Linked DNA regions of Arabidopsis thaliana: region 1 is linked to region 2. A link is a contact called in public capture Hi-C data. All regions are on one chromosome and are shown on one strand. Each heading gives the region's core, a stretch centred on a gene start, on an enhancer-like site or on the middle of the called end of the contact. The rest is flanking DNA. Distances are from core to core; before and after follow the strand shown.

Region 1 (6,100 bases), core at 3,185-5,684, 500 kb before region 2:
CCTGGATTTGCGTTCGTTATCCATCGATGACTCATCGTGAATCTGCACTGGATCTAAGATCTGACCATAACTGACGTGAATCTTACTTCAGGTGAGCAACTAGGACCGACGAGGAAGAGAGAGAAGGCCATTAGAAGAACAAACTCGTCATCAATTTGTCGTCATCAACGACTCCGTGCTCATTAGATCTCGATAATGCAAAGGCAAGGGTTAAAAAAAAATGAAAAATTGAGAACGTTAATAGGAGAATTTGATTAGTATAGTGAGAATTAACACCTTCTTGGCTCTCGCCATTGTTGTGTTGGAGAGAGAAAGAAATTGCTCTTTGTAGAGAGCGACTATTCTTAGATCTGATAACTTCATCTTAATTATAGTAGATTTTAATCCAACGATCGATATTAAACCCCATATAACTTAATTGGTTTGTTTTCAAGTGTTCGGTTAAAGACAATTTGATAACTGACTTTTGGTTAGCGTTTCTTTCATCCCAGGGGTATAAAAGTCCAAAAAACACACAAACAACACAAAAAGTGCCCTCTCCTTATAAAGTGCCTCAAACGTAAAAAACTTTCTTTAAAAGTGTCTCATTATGCTACATTCCCAAAAAATAAACTTCATGATTAATATTTTTCTTTATTGGTAAGAACTTTGCGATTCTATTGCCAAGTCAATTTTAGGTGAAATATCTTCCCCTTCCCATTTCTGTTTCTTTTACTTAGTCTCTTACAACTATCAACCATTTTGTTGGTCATATTGAAGTTAAGTATGTTGTCTAACAGTTTCGTAAGTTCTATGCTACTTTGAAAGATAAATTCTAGTCACTACAAGCGAAAACGGTGTCTTGCATACAAAAAGCAAGAGGTAATCAATACACTTCTATAGATATGTTTTGCATTGTCAATGTTTTCGTCCTGTTTTATGAAGGTGAACTTTAAGTGATGATTCAAAATCCAAGAAAAAACCCCGAGAATTTTAAGGTGAACTTTCTCATTTACTTTTGCTTGACACAAGATGCTTATAAGAAACTCTTTAATTATTGATGAGGGCTAGGCCCGAAGTTCAAGATCTCATGTAGGAGGTGCAAGGCCAGAAAATTGAAATCCATATACTTCGCAAATGAGAAAATTAAACAATAATAAACGGTATCGATTATACTTTGTAAACTTTTCGAATATCTCTTTATGAAGATGAACATATTTTTTTGGTTTTCAAAAGTTAGTCAAATTAAGGCTTTGATCAGATTTACTAGTTTTCCAGTAACTTTCTTCCTTACCGTTAATTTGTACGGCCATGTGCCTTATTAATAGTACAAATCGTTCATGGAAAACAAGTAACAAGTAACCCTCTTACCCTACTGCCATGTGCGCCTTATTAATAGGTCCATTCAATGGACTCCATTGGGTCAAATAAATCGTTTTGGTTACTCATACTCGAACACAATTACATAGTCTTTACGATATTTAAGAATTCACTGGAAATATGTTGCTTATATATTTCTAGTTGGTAAATTTGAACATATCCTATTTAACAAATTACTACTAGGTAAGTAAAGTTAATTAATAGAAGAATAATGTTAATCAAATAAAGTATATTCGGGAAGTAATCCAATTGAAAATAAAATGCTGAAAAAAAGTTTGATGTGACATGAAGCAAAAAAACCTTACAATATTTGTATAGAAGATTCAACTGAAAAGAAAATAACTGAAGCGATGAAATTAAGCGCAAGTCATGCTATAATTTGGTATGAAAACTGTCCAAGCATAGGATTCCACCATTGATGAATCCCATGATCTGTCTGAAAATCCGGTGATATGATTGTGTTCACCATCACGATGGCCGACGGAAGAAAATGAAGATGTTCTTCTGAAGAATACGACGACGAACTTTCTCCTCCTCCGAACAATATTCTCCTAATTGAGTATCTAGCCAACCTCTCGATCCTACCCAGTTGCAGCTCATTCATATCGCCTCTATGATTGAAATAGCCAATATATTCTGAGCAGATTGGATCTGATTGGTTCACAAACAAATGAGGTCTCCAGGAAGCTAGATTCATAAATAGATGGCTTTCGTGACCCTGTATATAATTCAAGATAAGTGTATCAAGAGGTGATCAAGTTTCTTGTAAGAAAAGGCAAACCTATTAACAATTTCAATATCTAGCTTTAATGGTTATTTTATTGAAAATTTTATATGGTTGGGGGACATTATTTGTGAGGTATTATATTATTGAGAAATTCCCACAAATAGCACACTTTTAAGTTTTTTAGAAAAAAATAACATTAAAAAGTTTTTAAGACATAAATAGCATTCAAATAATTATTTGAAAAATTCCTTAAAGTAACAGTAAAACAAGTTTTATGAACAATAATAATACCACAATTTTATATAAAATCTATTCAACCAAAATAAATTAGAAATTTAAAATATTATATTTGGATTCTGTATTTCCAATTTAGGGTATATATTTCAACTATTTAAAAGAAATTTTGATTTATTTTAATATTAGTTGATGGTATTATATTTGGGTTTCTTATTTCCAATTTAGGGTATATATTTTCACCATTTAAAAGAGATTTTTCATTTTAAAATTAGTTTGTATTATTATATTTGGGTTTTTTTTATTTCCAATTTAGGGTATATATTTCCAATATTTAATTTTTTTTTGATTCAATTTAATATTAGATTAGTGGTTGCTCTCATTTTTATTTAGGGAATTGATACAAATAGTAATAAAAAACTTTATTATTTAATTAATATATAAATGATTAAAAACTTTATATGATATTTTTGGAAGTTTCAAAACAAAGTATCATTTTTGGAATAATAAAGTTTTTTAGTGCCATTTGTGTCAATCCCCCCATATTATTTGGGAGATAGTATTATTTGTGAAGTACCATAAGTATTATGAAGATTTGATACCTCATTAAGGTCTAGGACTCTTGCTATGCCGGCTTTGAGGATATCCCTAGCGAGTCGGACCGCACATTTAAGATCCTCACTCTCCACTAGCTGCTCTAGAGGAATCAAGGAGATAGGTGGATTGAAGATGTAAGCCTCGACAGGGCATCCATACATGGCCATGATCTTCCCCGCGAGTAGTGCAAGGCCAGCTCCTAGAGAGTGTCCAGCGATCCAGATAGCTGTGTTTCCATATGTGGCCACAAAATATTGCATTGCTTGAATGGCCTGCACAAATCTACCCCCGCGGTAGAGGTTCTCGAAGGCGATACGAATGTTAAGCTGAACATCACAAGCCATAGTTTGTGGGCTTAAGATCGTTCCACGTAACGCAATAATGTAACGTGGAGGTACTATCGAGTTGGGAGTATTCTGGTAATTGATGTCGTTCTGGAAAACGGCCCCGTATATGGAGCCATCTAATGCGTCCCTAAGTTGTTGGTATAAAGTGAACCTGTAAAACGCCCACCAAGGTCTAGCTTTTGAGTCAGAACCACACCGGTTTTGTTGCCTATCTCGTTCCATTGTGTACACTCCTTGCACTAAACATGATACCAATGACGCTCGGTGGTACAAATTGTTCCTATTGAAAAACAAACCAATTACAGTATATACACCACAGAATCATCGAGTAGATATGTATATTATTTTGTTTGTGTCATCATTAAGAAATATTACTTGAATTTAATGTTGAAAGACACATGCAAAAGTATGTCGAAGTCAAAAGAAAAAAGAACCAATAAAAAACCATCGGATGAAGTGGTATCAATATATTTGTACAGTCAATTAATTATTTTTGTCTCTCAGATTTTTGTTCTGTTAAAAAAATAATGGTATCTAAATCGAATTTGCGATATTTGAGTAATAATTCGTGATCAATGTAATCATCTACTCTTTGTTTAAAAAAAAAAAAAGGGCAAAAAAGAATCCATAATCAATATTATTTTGGAAGGGAAGATATAAAATGAAACTGCATATTTACCAGTCAAAAGAGGGAATTGGAGGGGGACCAGAAAAGCTAAAAATCTCTCTGCGTGAGGCCATCAGCAGCTCCTCCTAATTCACACTTTCACCGTCTTCTCTTCTTCTTCTTTTTATCACTTACATGTTAGAATGGTATCCATTCATACTACATACGAAAAAGGTGATGTAACTAACAATAAAAGTATATAGTAATTAACTAAAACATAAAATTAAAATAATTAAAGTGTATGATAGATACAATGATATAGCTGTAAATACAAAAATATCAAGTACCCCTGGTTTTGTAACTGGTTTCACTTTGTGAGTGAAGTGAGAGAGCTACTGACGAAACCAACCAAAAACAAACACAGGTTGATGATCAACCTGAAGAGAAAGACATTTGAGCTAGTTTTAAAAATTCATTGTGATTGTTCTAACTCTAAGTCATCTATTTATATGATCAATGAGAGGAATTGTTGTTTTCTCTAGAAATAAAAATTGTCAAGATATACAAAAAATAAAGGAGGAAGATAAATATTAAATATGTCTTGTGTATCTCCACGGGGAATTTAGCCACAAATTTCCACAACAATTTCCTCTTTTCTTTTTAACAAAACGAATAGGAATACAAAACAAATAGGAAATTGTCGGTAAATTTCCCATGAAGATATTTGAGTTGAAATAAAGCTAAGGTGATTGAGAAAGCATATGGAAACTGTTAAATACTTTGGGAAAGTACCTGGAAAGATCATTTAATGTGTTGTTATTTAAATCTATGATAATTTTCTAAAACATATTTCAATAATAATTACTACTAAAATCTTTGAAAAAAATATCATTTGGAAAGACTTTCTAGGCGTCTTCGTATTGAAACCAAATGTATCATTTGGGAAGACTCAAAAAGTCTTCCAATGTAAATTTCATATATAACTAGAGTCTTCCTAAACACTGATTTAAAATCAGTCTTCAAATTAAAACTTAAGAATAAGTTTCATACACTTTTTAAATATTTTGTAGGGATAGTTTTGTGGATTTTTTGAATTTTTTACAAATTATAGAGTCTTAAGAAAATTAATATAAAAGTAAATGTGAAGAATTAAAGCAAATACATTATACATTTTTTTTTTGTCTGGGGTAAGCCCTTACATACTTCACCAAGGTAATGTATGTTATAACAACATCTTCATATATGCTTTAATTCGTGCATGCATCATCTTCATATATATGCTTTTAGAAAAACAAAATAAAAACAACCGAGAATTAAACAAATACCAAACACACACTGACACAGTCAGTCACACCACACAAAGAAAACGATTTCTCTGGACGTACGTCTACTTTTATTCCTTTTGCAAATTTTATATAACATTTACTTATATATTTTTTAAATTGTAATGAATTTTGACTAAATCGTCGACTAAAATAACCTAGACAAAAAAAAAACAAGTTATTTTTCTAAAATTATATTTGTTCCTATTATCCATGGTAAGCAACATGAGTACGGGGGAGAGATCTCCACGTCTCTTTTTTTAAGGGATCACATGGTTTAATTTGTATATAATGGCTGTGCTCGCAGCACAAATGAACGGTGCATATTTTCTTTGACTTTGGCAATCAATCACGCTATATACCTTAACACTCATTCAGCAGATAATTTACTCGCAGTTCACATTTGAAAAAAATGAAATACGACTATATAGTTGTACATTTTTTGGGTATACCATACAATTTTTTTAAGAAAACGGATGAACCATGTCCATATGACCATATCCAATCTTCGATTTGAAAAAATATACGAGTTTAGGTATAGAATCAAACCAAATATTTTTTTTAAAACGGATGAACCATGTCCATATGACCATATCCAATCTTCGATTTGAAAAGATATACGAGTTTAGGTATAGAATCAAACCAAATATATTTTTTTTAACTCAAATTCATATTCAATTAGACTTAGTATATAAAATTAATAAAAATATAATATATAACACAAAATACTATATTTTTATCTAAAATTGAATGAAAACTTAAATTCGACCCGATATAAATGTTGGGTATAGACTGGATATGTTATTTTAAATATGAAACCGATTGTCCGAGCCAATAAATTTTTAAATTGTTTACGTAACAAAATATTTAATGATAATGAAAGCGTTTTGGTATATTTCAAATCTAT
Region 2 (6,122 bases), core at 2,253-4,752:
GTTTCTTACATTCTTATACCATATATGATTAAATTTGTTAGTTAAACCGTATTGCATGCATGTGCACGAGGAGATACAAAATATATAGAAATTGAAAACCTTTTTATTCTTGGTTAAATCTCTGAATAGTGAGAAGACAGCGTTCAATTTCTCATCATCGAGTTCATATCCCAACTGAAAATAGAAAATATACACATAAGTAAGTATATGAATCATCTAATATTTATCTCTAGGAAGTGTAATCTAGTAGGTAGGTACAATTGTCACAAGGAATACCTCTTTCAGCCGATCTTTCACAGCGTGACGTCCACTGCACATTTCCATTGTTGTTAAAATTAATATATAAGAAGACAAATAAAACAATTGTTCGTAGGTAAAAGTATCACTAAATAGAATATTAACCTAAGCTTTCCAAGAACAAGGCCGGAATTTTGAGATTTTACAATCCCAATATCTTCTGGTGATAAGATCTCATAAGTACTCCTATTTTTCAATATTCCATCCTGAAAAATATTGGAACAAACATCATATAAATCAATTTAATCTCGTATGTATTTTTATTATCACATATATAATGTAAATGTTTATTTTAGTTATAGTGTACATCTAGAATATTCGATTAGTGTTGGTTAAAGGGATTTTAAAAACAAAAATCTAAAATAGTTTATATAATTTCTTAATATCCGTGTTTACCACCAATTACGAACCTGATGAATGCCGCTCTCATGAACAAAACAGTTCGCTCCAACTATGGGCTTATGTGCTTGAACATACAAGCCCGTGTACTCTTGAACCTGCTCAAGAGTTTACATAAATTTTTGTTAATTAATTATATATATATATATATATATGTATATATATGGCATGTGTGAATATATACCATCTTGCTGGTAGCCATGATTTGGCGTGTGTCTATTTTTGTGTAAACCCCATTGATCACATATGCCCCTCGACATTTCAAAGCCATCACGACCTACATACCATTTAAATGGTCATGTTGATAATGATGATCATGATCATGATCATGGTAGTGATGAGATTATGGTAACAAAAATGATGATACCTCCTCAAGCGACGCATTGCCACTTCTTTCACCAATTCCGTTGATAGTTACTTCGACCTGTCTTGCTCCCGCACGTATACCCTATATATATATCATGTAAATTCGTTGTTTTATATGTTCATATTTTTGTCACATTGAGAATCTATATTAGTAAATATATATATGAAAATATATCTAACACACACACACAAAAAAAGAGTTAGTTCCGTACGGCGATTGAGTTGGCGGTTGCAAGACCAAGGTCGTTGTGACAATGAACAGCGACGACAACATCGTCAATTCCAGGGGTGTTTGCTTTGAGATAAGTCACGAGTTCCCCGTATTCATGTGGCATGTTGATCCCTACCGTATCACCGATGGTCACCACCGTAACACCGGCTTTTATGGCTTCTCCTAGAATCTTGCATAGGAAATCCTTGTCCGACCTGAATCACACTATATTTTAAAATCAAATATATATATATATATATGACATGATCATATATGTAAAATTCGCACAAAATCCATAACATATCTAGTAACAGCTAAAACCGCCTTTTCTATTATGATCTAGAAATCTAGTGTTTGAAAGATCTTAACAATGTTTTAGTGACAATCTAAAAACCATCTTATTTGAGTTCTTCACTTTTCCTGAACAAATTCTTAACATAACATTTTTTCCCCACTTATCTATTTTCTATTTTTGCAAAATCCAAAAACCAAATTCTAAAATCCAGAAACCAAAAACTATATAAAAAAAAACAAAAAAACTCACAATCATTCATGCCTTTTGTTTGTGAATTATTCTTGCCAAAAATATACCCAAATGTCAACGCAAACATAAGTTACTAACAAAAATAGTTTGGTAATACAAACTAAGCATAAATAAAACTAAACCAAAAACGCAGAGAAACAATTGAGATATATAAAGGTTTAAAGATTTGGACCTGCCGCCATCTTCGCACCCAAACTGGATGTCATTGAAGCCCAAGCTTTTAGCAAACCTAATACTACTCACGGCCATCTCAATCACTTCTTCTTGAGTCTTTTTCAACTTATATTTCATGTGAATGTCACTAGTAGATGTGAATACGAGTATCCTTGGCCTCTTCGCGTACTTCAGCGCCTCCCAAGTCGCCTCAATGTCTCTATGTTTGCATCGAGCTATGGCGCATATCACAGGGACGTAACCTGTTTCCTCATCCACCTAAGCAAAACAACAATATAGTAATTAATGTTCGTTGTTGTCAACTTTGACCGTTACTCGCTCCATTTGGGAGCATTCATGAGTTTCAACACAAAACCAACTAGTAATGACTATATAATATTAACTCATATATTGTATATGCTAGAATTGTATTTCTGATATATATGGGATTCTTACACTTTTACACATAATTTTGTCATATATATGTCACAAAAAAAAAATCTTAACTATACGACCGGCTCTAACTAATCATGTGCATGTGCTTTCTCTAACCCGTTAGAACTTGGCTAATTATAAATAACACTATAACTAGAAGAATAGATGGTAGGAAAAAAAAACACGAATAAAACTACATCCAAGTGAAGGAAAACAAAAAAAGCAGCAGGCTACAACAAACGGATTAAAATAAAAATAAATAAGGACCGCAAAATTAGTAGTAAAATTTAAATACTAATACAGTTTATAAATTAAGACAAATAGTCCTAATGTATTCATCAGCCGTTTTTGAAAAAATTCTAAACACATAATTTGTTTTCTTTATTTCGGCCTCAACTATAAGGGTCATGTGCAATTTATCAACTATATATATATAGTTTGAACATAAAATTATATCAAGTTTTTTTTTGTGTGTTAAAATATGTACATAATCATTTAAGTGAAGGAAATAAAGAAAAAACCTCATTCCCCACAGTCTTGGCGATGGTCTTAATGGTTTCTAACTCTTCTTCAGATGATCCCGGAAAACCGACTTCCATGATGTCTACTCGGAGTTTAGCGAGCTGTCGGGCAATCTCTAGCTTCTGCGGCGGAGTGAGGGATCCACCAGGAGATTGTTCACCGTCACGGAGCGTCGTGTCGAATACACGCACATAGTTTCCGTCGGGAAGCTTGTTCGGTATGTACTCCGGCCACCGTTCCACAACGGGTTTGAGATCAGTAGAACTAGTTGCCGCATTTTTGGACACAGAAGAGCAACATGAGATGAACAATGCGGGGTTCTTGTACGAATGGGTCAGGCGGAGAGAGTGCAGGGAAGATTGAAAGGGTAACACTGACCGGCCAACCACGGTGGAACCGGTGGTAGGGATCATAACGGAAGATGTCAGAAGCGATGAAGCCATCACTATGGAGTACGTAGGAGAAAAAAGAGAGAGATACTTTACTTTAATGTGGAGGAAAGATAGTGTGGGAATTGTTTTGAACATTATACGATATAATTTATCTATTTATAGAGAGATTTTTTTATTTATTAAACTTTTTAGTATTAGAAACATTTTGATGTTAAAAATAATAAACATTTGAGTTAGCGGAATAAGAAATTATATTCGATGAAAACATTAAACGCAAAATAGTATCTTCTTTAAAATTAAATATTATACTGTGTTTGATATCTTATTTTAGAATATTATACTTTCTATAAACAGTTTCGTATGTTTACATTTTTACATAAATATTTAGCTGTATACATATATATATATATAAGTGATATACCTATGTATAGAAAAGATACTCTCTCTGTTTCTTAATATTTTTAATTTAAAGTTTTTGCACGCAAATTAAGAAAATATATAAATCTCATTTGATTTATCTTTTTTTAAAAAAAATATCACCAATTACAACTAATCCAACCAATAAAAAATATGATGTAAAATATAATTGGTTAAAAACTATTAAATACATTTAATGTTTGCATCGAAAAGTGAAAACAATACTTATACTGAAAAAAATAAAAAACCTTTAAACTACACTTAGTTAGAAACAGAGGGAATAATATTTAAGTTTGAGGTAACAAACAAATCCTAAGTTTACTTACAACGATGTTAAACTCATTTTTTTTACATTTATTTGTTGTTAAAAATGTTTTAACTCATTTATACACACTTTAATATAGCCATAATATGTTTTGGAAACGGAATAACAAGTAATAGGTTTTTACCAAAATTTGTAGCATAATAGTTTATAGCCTGTAAGAATTTTTTTTTTATATACAATAACTAATCGATATGACCATATCTAAAATGGGGATAAAATCACGTGGTATGCACCTCCAGGTAGGTGACATACGATATTCTTTGTGATATTTGTTGCCTAGTTGGTAGTCTAATATAGTTAAGTTTTCTAGTAGTTGTCTTAGAATAAACACAGACTTGGGATATTTGTAATTAGTCAGTCTTACTAATTTTAATTTCTAGTAATTTTACTCAGACTCAGACAAAACATTCTTCACGTTTCATATATTGCTGACACGTTGATGCATTATGTCTTTGTCCCAAAAACTAAAATGATGCATTATGTGTCTGTATAGGTAGAACAAAAAGATACGATTTTCTTCTTTTTTTTTTTCTTTTTTTTTTTTGGTGCAATTCTTCTTATCATAATAATTAAAACAAAACACCAGTCCAGCCCATAGAGAAAATATAGCATATGTGTGATTTAATTAATTAATTTGCATATCAGTTTTTGTTTATGATACCAGTTTCTCATGGTGCATATCAATTTTGAATACGATTCATTAGGCTATGAGATTGGGTTCAAATCCTTTGGGTCGATCGTGAATGGTACAGTAAATATTTCTGGTTTTTTGAAATGCAATATATACAAATTGGAACAATATGGAGGAAGGTTTCAAACCCATTGGTGCCTTACCAGGTCTGCATCTAGCTAGATGCTGGCATGTGGATATTGTTCATTTTGTCAAAGTAGAAAAATGGATTCGGATGTTAATGAATGCATAATAAGGTTTAATTTTCGGCATTGTTCCTTCAGAAGTGATTAGCATGATATCATCACGTGTATGCTTGTATAGGTAGGTGAGTTGTGGATAACTTCAGCCATACAGTGCTGTGGGATTGGATACTAATTTAAAGTAATAAATAAACTATTTTACATTTTTTGCCAAAAAAAACAAAAAAAACTATTTTATATTATAATAAAAAATTAGATACTAATAATTAAATTATATCTAAATTATTTTACATTAATAAAACATTAAAACTTATAGATACTAAAATAGAGGGATTGGATCCTAATTATATAAAATTGTAACTAAATTATTTTACGTTATAATAAAAAAATATACAAGTGAATTTAATGAAATTCATCCAAAATTAGTATCTATATATACATTTTTGCAGCCATTTTGTGAAATAAATCTTCAAGTTGGGACTTATTTACAGTGGTTGCCACTAATATTTAATAATTATTTTTGATAATTAGAAAGTAAATCTTCGAATTAAATATTTGATATTTAACTATCTTCCCGAAATCTCTCCACATTAACTACACAATTAGTTACTAAAATAAAACTTCCAAAATATTTAATATCATTTAAACACTACAAAATTATCATTTTTGATATTGCTTTTTTCATGATTATAACAATTCGATTATAAGCATCAAACTGCATAAATATTTGATAGCAGTTAATTACTACAAAATTACAAAATATTTATACAATGATTTATAAACATATCATAAATAAAATCAACATTAATAAAATAAATAGGTTTTTTACGGGACGAGTTTGACAGGACATTACTTAATAACAATTGTAAACTTTAAAATAAAAATATTTTATATATAGATACAATTTGCAAACTTTTATATATATTAAAAAATTAATTGTCCCCGCGGTGTACCGCGGGTTAAAATCTAGTACTTCATTTAAAATTATAGCTTATAATAAAATTTATAGAAACTAAAAATAGAAGGATTGGATACGGATCTTGTGACGATTGGATATGGGTAATTGTTGAAAACTCTTAACTTGCATGTAGGTTGTTATACGGTCCTCCAGTATTTTTATTTCCTCATAGAATAACTTGAAGTGTTTTTGGTGGAATCTCTTGAAATTCCATGGTTAAAGATTCATAG

What was found. Capture Hi-C pulls out chosen DNA fragments and counts their contacts.
Region 1: a contact with region 2 is called in a capture Hi-C map of seedling, with 4 times the contacts expected there. The contact joins the promoter of AT5G24200 here to the promoter of MAM1 in region 2. A contact is called at or near these places in 3 of 26 Hi-C or Micro-C datasets (callus, root and seed embryo) and 3 of 3 other capture datasets (root, seedling and shoot).

Annotation. Positions count from the first base shown.
Region 1 is chr5:8,201,253-8,207,352 of TAIR10.1, reverse strand. It overlaps AT5G24200 (alpha/beta-Hydrolases superfamily protein), which reads right to left and starts at 4,434. Exons shown (of 4, transcript NM_001343849.1): 1 at 4,219-4,434; 2 at 3,944-4,090; 3 at 2,923-3,544; 4 at 1,529-2,077. The coding sequence starts at 4,005. The coding sequence ends at 1,727.
Region 2 is chr5:7,700,421-7,706,542 of TAIR10.1, reverse strand. It overlaps MAM1 (methylthioalkylmalate synthase 1), which reads right to left and starts at 3,502. Exons shown (of 10, transcript NM_001343784.1): 1 at 2,927-3,502; 2 at 1,990-2,249; 3 at 1,275-1,488; 4 at 1,064-1,144; 5 at 881-973; 6 at 708-794; 7 at 403-503; 8 at 277-310; 9 at 100-174. The coding sequence starts at 3,454.